Regions from separate parts of the Dromaius novaehollandiae genome. Here region 2 is linked to region 1. A link is a contact called in public Hi-C data. All regions are on one chromosome and are shown on one strand. The core of a region is the stretch at or near the end of the contact, and the rest is flanking DNA. Distances in the headings are between cores, read along the strand shown.

The links. Hi-C and Micro-C count contacts between places; a contact is called where the count stands out from the background.
Region 2: a contact with region 1 is called in a Hi-C map of liver, with 5 times the contacts expected there. The contact joins the promoter of PDE3A here to the enhancer-like site in region 1. A contact is called at or near these places in 2 of 4 Hi-C or Micro-C datasets (brain and liver).

Annotation. Positions count from the first base shown.
Region 1 is chr1:69,006,142-69,010,418 of bDroNov1.hap1, reverse strand. No RefSeq gene overlaps it. Among named protein-coding and RNA genes, the nearest start is that of PDE3A, 100 kb to the left of the region's middle. Within about 2 kb of position 2,113, at least 2 of the 2 cell types and tissues checked have open chromatin away from gene starts, as enhancers often do.
Region 2 is chr1:69,109,782-69,114,058 of bDroNov1.hap1, reverse strand. It overlaps PDE3A (phosphodiesterase 3A), which reads right to left and starts at 2,048. Exons shown (of 15, transcript XM_064515787.1): 1 at 1,094-2,048. The coding sequence starts at 1,903.

The DNA of each region.
Region 1 (4,277 bases), core at 864-3,363:
AAGTCTGAAGTACAAACATTATGAAGGCTAGTCAGCTATCTAAATCTGATAAATTGTTTTTGGCAACAGATTAATAAAACAGTTGTTTCATGTTTGTGGGGAGTTTTTAACAGCTTGTTCTTGCGTTTTAAAATACTGTCTCAAGATTTCATGTTTACGAGAAGAAATTGAATTGTGTTTTTCCTTTAAGCTTTTGTTAAAAAAAGTAAAATGATGCAGTGACAACTGCAAAAACAGCTCTTGTCTTCATTGGAATCAATGAAGAAAAGGCCCAAGATGTTTATCTAGCATAAAACAAGATCCATATCAACCATTATGTGAATAGCGACATGAAACCTCTCCAAGTAATCGGTATGGCTAGCAGATGGCACAGGCTCAACTCCATTAAAAGCAGCGAGAGACCAGACCCCAGATTAAGATTTCCACTTGACTGTAACTCTGGAGGTCTCTAAAAGCAGTATAAAAATATCAAGTAACTTCTCCAAATATTCATGCACATATTAATATAGGCACGGACTACCTACTAATTGAAACAGTATCAATGCCAAAAGACACATCCAGCTTTCATGTTGTGATGGTCAGAGTTTTAATAAGAGAGTCATGGAAACCAACACTGAAATATGAAACACAATGGAAAATAGCTCTGTTCTCTAACAGTCAGATGCTCACAGCTTCCTTTCCTTTCCTTTTCCAGAGCAAATTACAGAAACTATGGTCCTTGGTTTCAATGAGGATTACAAAAGTGATTTTAAGCTTCCTTTTGTGCTCCTGATGTTAAGATCATTATTTCCCTTCCAGTGCCTTCTCTAGCCTTTGTTTTACTACTGAAATGATCTCCTTCCTTCTTTACTGAGCACCACCTATTTTGAATTTAAGCAAATGAATTAAACCAAATCAAAAACTGCTGGCCCTCTGTGATGTTTGTTCTATTTATTTATTATAATCCATTCCTCTGCTCTCTGGCTGTCTGGTTTACTTAAACTGTGAAATCTTCAGCCACCGACTGTCTTACTCTGTTTATACAGCACCTATAGCAACAGGACCATGTTCCTAAATGGCATCAGGCTCTTACTGTAGTAGAGATAACCACCAACATTAGGAGTAATTAACAGCACTAACGCTTACACTGTGGGCAATACATCTACGCAGATGGAAACAAAAACAAAGCAAAGTAGCCCATAATCGCTCACAGCAATTAATGCAAAGTATACTTTAAAAGTCAGCAGTCCTAAGAATTAAAAAGAAAAGCTATTATTAAAGTAAGCTCCTTTCTCAGAAACTTCCCATCCAAAACATTATAAATTATGCCTGTTCTGAGCTGAAGTTCCAAGAAGTTTGAATCAGTTTTACATCTTCCAGCAGCTAATGAAGACTGGATATGTGTAGACAAAACATTCTGCTGTTATCTCAATAGACAGAAAAAACAAACAGAATATTTTATAGCCTAAAATAATTTCCCCACAAAACATTTTTAAAATCACATGACCACGTTATGAAAATATGTCAAGTTATTCTGTCATTTTTGCTGGAAATATATGGGTGGCTCTTCTGCCATCTATCAAAATCCTAAACTCATTTTTCATTAGTCATATAAGCAGCTGGGTATGTACACAGTTAAACACCATGATATACGCACTCTTTCAGAAAGGTAGTTTAATGGATAAGAGGATATCCCGTTAGTATGGCATCAGTGTTTTAACCACATGCAAGGAGGGCATACAAGGAACGGGTCTGACCACAGAGGTGGAGATGAGGACTCCGTGCTTCAGCTGCAGACTCTGGTCAGGTAAACTAGTAACTAAAAATAAAATAATAACTCTGCACTCTGGGAGGAACGTGCATTACATCTCCCCGGAGCCAGCAGGGCTCCCGGGCGCTGCAGCGCCAAGCGTGACGCTGGCTCCCTGCAGCACACACTGCCTCTGGGGATGCAGTGCCTGAGCACCCTCTACTTCCAGGACTGCCACAAATCACGCTACAGTCTTAGTCCCTTTAAAAGGTTGTTTCCTCGTGTGCATGTATTTATTCTCACAGGAAGTCTCTGAAGTACTTGAAGCAGCTCCAACATGCAGCTTTGTTAGTCACAGGGCAGAACTTAATAGCTCAGACATCCGATGCACTATTGTGGCTGTTACACTTGCAGGGCTCCAGCTGGTATTTCCACACGGTACAGCACAATGCTGTGTAGACAGCACTTTTTCCGGAGTCTTTTCATGCACTCTGTTGCATGGTGTATGTAGGCATTTCAGCTTGATGAGCCCAGTGTTTAGCTGCTAAACATTCTGGTTATCCAGTGAGGATATAGGTGCTTTATTTTATTCTATACATTACAGAATGGATCCATGCAGTACAGTTGTTTCCAAGTCAAATGAACACAGGATGTGCTGTTATCACTTAGAGCCATACCAAAACAAATGGGAAACAAGGACTGGGAAGCCTACAGTAAGACATTAATATCAAGCCTGTAAGCAGCTGATTCAGAAAGAAAGAAACAATTTCCAGAGAATCAAAAGGAGTCAAATCAATTAAATTGGGGGGGGGGGGGGGGAGGAGGCCTCCATTTTGTCTTTAAACACCAGACCGTTCCCTTTGAAGACTTTTCTAATTGCATTTAATTTCTAAAATTGCATTTCCTTCCTAGAAGACAGTCTTTTCTCCCCCTCCAGAGGTATCCATTCTCCATTGTGACCAACATTTTCCTTCAAGTTTGCCTATCTCCTACTACTGCTGAAACAGATCCTCCTAGTCTTTAACTTATTTAAGTCCACACTGAAATAAGGAGGGGACTTTTGTCTTTGTTCTACAGACAGAGAAGTGAGAAAAGGCAGGTAAACAGCTTGCTTGCAGTCAAAAGAATGAATTTAAACCACCCCAAACCACCCTTCATTTTTCCCATCCAGGTGAAAAACAGGCAGGCAGGCGCCACTGAAGACTCTCCGAACGGTTGCTCACAGACAAGCGTCTGCACTAGCTGCAGTGGCCACTTCATGCCGTCCATGCTGCTGTCTCCATGGGGTGCTCCATGGCAGTGACTTATTTCCCAAAGACTGAGACCTGGCTGGCTTTTCACTCACTGCTTTTCCCATGAGCCCCACAGCACATGCTGCTCACTTTGTTTTGCTGGCCTCTGATCTTTTCTTTCTAGTTCCAGTTCTGCAGTATGGTGGATTGGCATTTCAAGGGGTGTAAAAGGGAATTTGTGCCAGGTAAGCTAGTAAGCTGATTGACTGCTAGATTAACCACACCTCAGGTATAAGCAGAATAGCGGTTCTTAGGTGTGAACACAGGCATATTGCCCAACCACTTACCACCAAGTGCTTTGGAACAGCAACTTTGGAATGAGGTCCGTAACCACTCTGTATCTTTCACACTGGAGACTTTATGCCATTTACTTCCACAGAAGACTTGAAAGCCCTATACAACTATTCAGGCTGCCATTTTGAGCAGCAGAGGCTTCTGGTATTTTTTGGTCTCAATATTTCAAAGCACAGAATATAAACAAGGCAGCCAAAATGACCTGTGGATCTAATCATTTTGCAATGTTTATCCTTCACTGTAGATGTGATTCAACTGCCTTGGCGATTTCATCTATCCCTTTATGTCACAAATGCTTTCAAGTTTTTAATCTACTCATTCTGCTCTGCCTTTAATGCATCCTATAGTCAGCTAATAAGATTTTTCTCAGTGCAAACCAAAGGTAGAAACCTTTCTGGTAAATCTGTGCAAGGGCCAAACACACAAACCATGCCTTTTGGGATACTGCAAGCTACTCAGGCTCAATCCCTATCTTGTGTTTAAGCCATGGGATGTATTTTACAAAACCACTGGCTTTGCAGTTTCACAATAGACAAAAGCCTATGGCTGTACACTAAATGTAATGTGGGACATAGCATTCCCCTGGGAAGATCGTGTATCTGGTTAGAAGAGAGAACTATAATTTTTCCCTCTGCAGTGGCTGATAGTTGAGCGACATTCCCTCATGCCACTCAGTATGTATGCAGCAAATGCAATGAAAATTGCATTGGAGGCTGGGGAGAAGCATACCAGCAATAATATCCACTATTGTTTTATAAATAAGCAACATCTGCTTTCCTCAGCACATCTGCTTTCCTCAGCACCATCTGCTGGACACGAGCAGGTGTTGGAGACCATCACAGAAAAGCTCTCTAACAAAAAAGCCCATCTTTTCTGTAAGTTTTAAGCCATCCTCTAAACTCTGAAAGGATAATTCTCCTACAACAGATCTCTCTCGAATGATAATTCCTTATAAAATTGTA
Region 2 (4,277 bases), core at 799-3,298, 100 kb before region 1:
ATTGAAAAAGGAAACTTAATACCCTTTGCCATTTATTCTCCCCGAGGTTTCCCTTTCCACCACTAAGCAAGTGCTGCGCTGACTTCCGACGTGCTCAGTTACACGCGATCCATCAAATAATTCTTTTGTGGGGCAATCTGAAATCTCAGAAAACGCGGAAAGCACACTCCAGGCGCTGGACTAAGCTCCCCGCTGAACTGAGCTGGACTCCATGCAGGCAGGCAGGACAGTAACGTTTGCTTGCTTCGTTTCTGTTAGGTGCGCATTTAAAAGGCGGCATCGCTGGTAACAAAGCAAAAGTTTTCACTCATCCTTTCCAATCGCGGCCTCTTAGAGGGCACAAAGTTGAGCTCAAGCGCGTTACCCAGGATCAACTCCCCCAACAACAGCAACGTGAAAGCTATCGATTACACCCGCAGAAACGGCCCTGCGGAGGCAAAGTGCAAAGATGAGCAGGGCTCCGCGCCGGGCCGTCTCAGAGGACACGCTATCGCGCCGATAAGAGACTTCTCCCGCCGAGGACGAGCTGCTCGGCTCCCCTCCCAAGACACACACCTTGAAAGATTAAAGGAAGTTTAACAGGGTCGAGGGACCTTTCCGGAACACTACAGGTTTTAAAAAAAAAAAAACTACACAAAAAACCCCAAAAGCAACAACACGGCTTGTCAGTGGTGCTGGGAAATCTGGAGCCCGTGTCCTGAAGGCGCGCTCCGCGCCAGCTCCGCGGACCGGGCGCGCACGCTCCACCTCAACTTTCCGCCAGGCTTCGGAAAAGCAAGCCGCGGGGATGGCTATTAGAGAGAAAAGGGGGAAAAAAAGAGAAACAGGAAAGCAAGCAAGCTCGGGGGTTTCGCCCCGCGGCGTGCACCCGGGCACCTCACGCGCAGCCGGCAGCGCGCCCGCCCCGCCGCGGGCCGCCGCCGCCGCCGTCGGGGCTCCCGGCGCCGCGGGAGGCGCCCCCGGCCGGGCCGGCACCGCGGCGGCGGCGGGCAGCGCCGGGGCCGGCCGTGCGCTCCCCCGGGGCGGCCAAGTTTTGGCGGCGGCGGCGGCCCCGGCCCCTTCCCTCCCCGGCGGGCGGCGGCCCGCGCCCTACCTGCTCGCGAGGTATGCAGGGCAGCGAGGTCCGGCGGTGGCTCTTGCTGCCGCAGCCCGACATCTCGGCGGCGACCACGGAGCTGGACCGCCGCCGCCTCCTCCTCAGCGCCGGGGCTGCGTCGGCGGCCGGGGGCGCGGCGGGGGGCGCGGCGGGCGGGGCGGCCCCGCGCGGCGGCCAGAGCCGGTCGGCGCAGCCGGCCAGCAGGATGCCGAGCAGCCCCAGCAGGTACGCCAGGTAGGGCCGCCACGACGCCGGGACCCGCTCGAAGGAGACGAGCGACGTGGTCCGCACCGCGCTAGCCACGGCGAGCATGAGGACGCCCTGCCTCAGCCTCAGCACCAGCCATGTCGCGGCGGCCAGGCAGCTCAGCACCACCCCCGTGGCGCCCAAGGAGAGCAAGTGATCCTCCCCCGCCGCCAGCGCCCTCTGCGCCACCGCTTCCCCCCCGCAGCAGGCGGCCAGCAGCAGCGCCGCCGTCCGCGCCCGCACGCCGCCGCGCAGCAGGTAGCGGCCCATGCCGAAGGCGGCGCCGGCCAGCCCCAGCGGCACGGCGCCGGGGGGCAGCCAGGCCCGCAGCCCCGCGCCGGGGGGGGGCGGCCCGCCGCGCCGCCCCGTCGCCCCACCGCCGCCGCCCTCGGCCGCCAGCTCGCGGCCCGGCTCCCCCCGCAGCGGCCGCACCGCCAGCGCCAGCAGCAGCGGCAGCGCCGAGCAAAGTTTCCGGCAGCGCCAGCCGCGCCGCAGCGCCGGCGCGGCCCGGGAGGCCGCCCCCGGCCCCGCCGCCGCCGCCCCGCCGCCGCGCGCGGCCATGGCCCCGGCCGCGCAGGGCAGCGGCGGGCGAGCGCGGCCGCGCTCAGCGCCGCGGGCAGCCGTGGGGGCGGCGGGCCGGGGGCGCTCGCCGCCGCCGCGCCGGCATCGCCCGCGGAGCCGCTCTGCCCCTCTGCTCGGGGGGGGGGGGGGGGGGCGCGAAGGGAAGGGAGAAAAAAGGAAAAAAAGAGCGCGAGACGAGGGGAAATCCTAAGTGGTGTAAAACTGGGGGCGGGGGAGGCAGATGTACCGACTCAGAAGTGCTGCTTAATTTCTAGGCCATCGTTTCCCTCCGCGGCGCTGCGGGGGGGGGGGGGGGAAGCGGGCGGCGCTGCCGCCGGCGCAGCCGCGGGGGTCCCGCCGAGCCGCCGCACCCCGGCTGCTGCGGGCCGCGGGCAGGCTGTAACGGCAGAACCAGGAAAAAAAGAACATAAAAGGCCGGGGGAGAAGTTGCTACGTCCTGCCGGGGAGAGCGAGAGACGATATCCGCGGGAGGGACTTGAGGGAGGCTACTTGGGAAGCGGGGGAGAGGAAAAAAAAAGAGAAGAGGAAGAACGAGAGGGAAAGCGTTTCCCTTCTGAACGCCGCTGGAATAATCCCCGAGTTTTGCACGGAAAATACAAGTGATGCGAGTGTCCCCGCACACATACACACACACTGGGCAGAGCAGGCTGCGGAAAGCCCAGAAGCAAAGCCAAACCCGAACAAAACAACAAACCCGAAAAGAGCTCGGGGGGGGGGGGGGGGGGAGAGGGATAAGAGGCGATAATTAAGCAGGACGCAGCCCCGGGGCGGGGGGGACTCGCAAACCGGCCGGGGCGGCTCCCGGGGCGAGGCTGCCGCGGTCCTGCCCGCCCCGGTGCAGCGCGGAGGAGGCGCCGCGCTCCGCGCCAGGGCCGGGGGGCTGGTCGCGCCGCTGCCGCCCCGCAGGAGCCGGCGGCCACCGGGCGCTAGCGGCCAAGGCATAAATCTGCCTGTCAGAGAGGGGGCAATTACAAGGCCGTAAAAAAGTCAGAAAGATGAATGTTTACGAACGGCTATTGCTATTTTTGTTGTTGGTTCCTAATGGGAAGCCCAAACTGGAATCCCGGAGCTGGGGCTGCAGACCGCACTTTGGGGCAAGTCGGTGCCCGAGATCCCCATTTCACACCTGGGACCTTGGGACGGGGGACACAGACCCTGGGGTCTTGGTCCATAGCTAGGCTGTGGCTCCATCCAACTCCCCCCCCCCCTCCATTTCCTCCCTTTAAATCTATTTCACCCTGACACCGGAGGGTTCCTCCAGGAGGGATTTGCAGAGCGCTAGGGGCTGCCACAGTTAGGCCCACATCCCTGGGCTGCATAAAATTACTATTTGCACGAGTACAATCAGGTGTGGATTAAAAGCCCATGCAAGATCAGGCCCTGAGTTCTTAAAGCCACAGGTCCTGGTGAAGGGCATAGAGTAATGCATTTAGCACATAATAATACAAACCACAGAAAAATATTATCACCAGCTGTGAAGTTACGGAACATTAAGAGTCAGGAAATGAACAGATTAGAAAACAGAATTTCCCTGCTCTTTTCCCCCCATGCACATACACAAATCACTAATTTAAGACAGATTTATAGTCCCTACATATTTATTGGTGTATCTGTCTGGATATCATGCCTATCATCCAGTAGCTGAACCTCTGAAATGGGAGCATGAGTGAAACATGTTTTGGATTTTTAGTAGAAATGGGTCATAAAAACTGAGTATGTTTTTAAATAATAGTGTTCCAGACTGGTTATTATGGAATATAGATTTATTAGTCATTTTTATGTTTGAAGCTTGGTTCGAAAACAACCTAGATATTGTTAGCAAAGTTTGGCTCTGAGGAATGGAAAGCCTCTGTGTTTTTTAAAAGGTTAAGGGTCCAGATTAAGAACAGCTGGAGAGGTTTAGAGTTTATTCTGGTGAGACAGCAATCAGCAGGTTGTCATATACACCTAGGAAAACGTAGCTGGGTTCCACCTACTCCAAGCATCAACATCTCAAAGGCAGAATCAGGATCTAGAGAGCTCATATGACTTCTAATTCCTTTTTAGCTTTTTATAAGTAAGAAATGTCTCTCAGATATTTGTAATTGTAGATGCATCAAAACAGAATGCAAATGAATCGGTATTGCAATACTGCATGACAACATATACAACAGTCGCAGTTTAGATAGATCAGACCTTTGACTTAATCCTTTGTGCTAAGTAACATTCTTCTAAAACCTAATTTACCTCCTCTTTGTTACTTTTCAATCAGATTTACTGACATCAGAAATGGTGACACTTTAAATACAGTCATAAAAAAAGCATTGGTAGAGAAATGAATATTCCCTGCCTTTGTTTTTTGCTACATATCCCC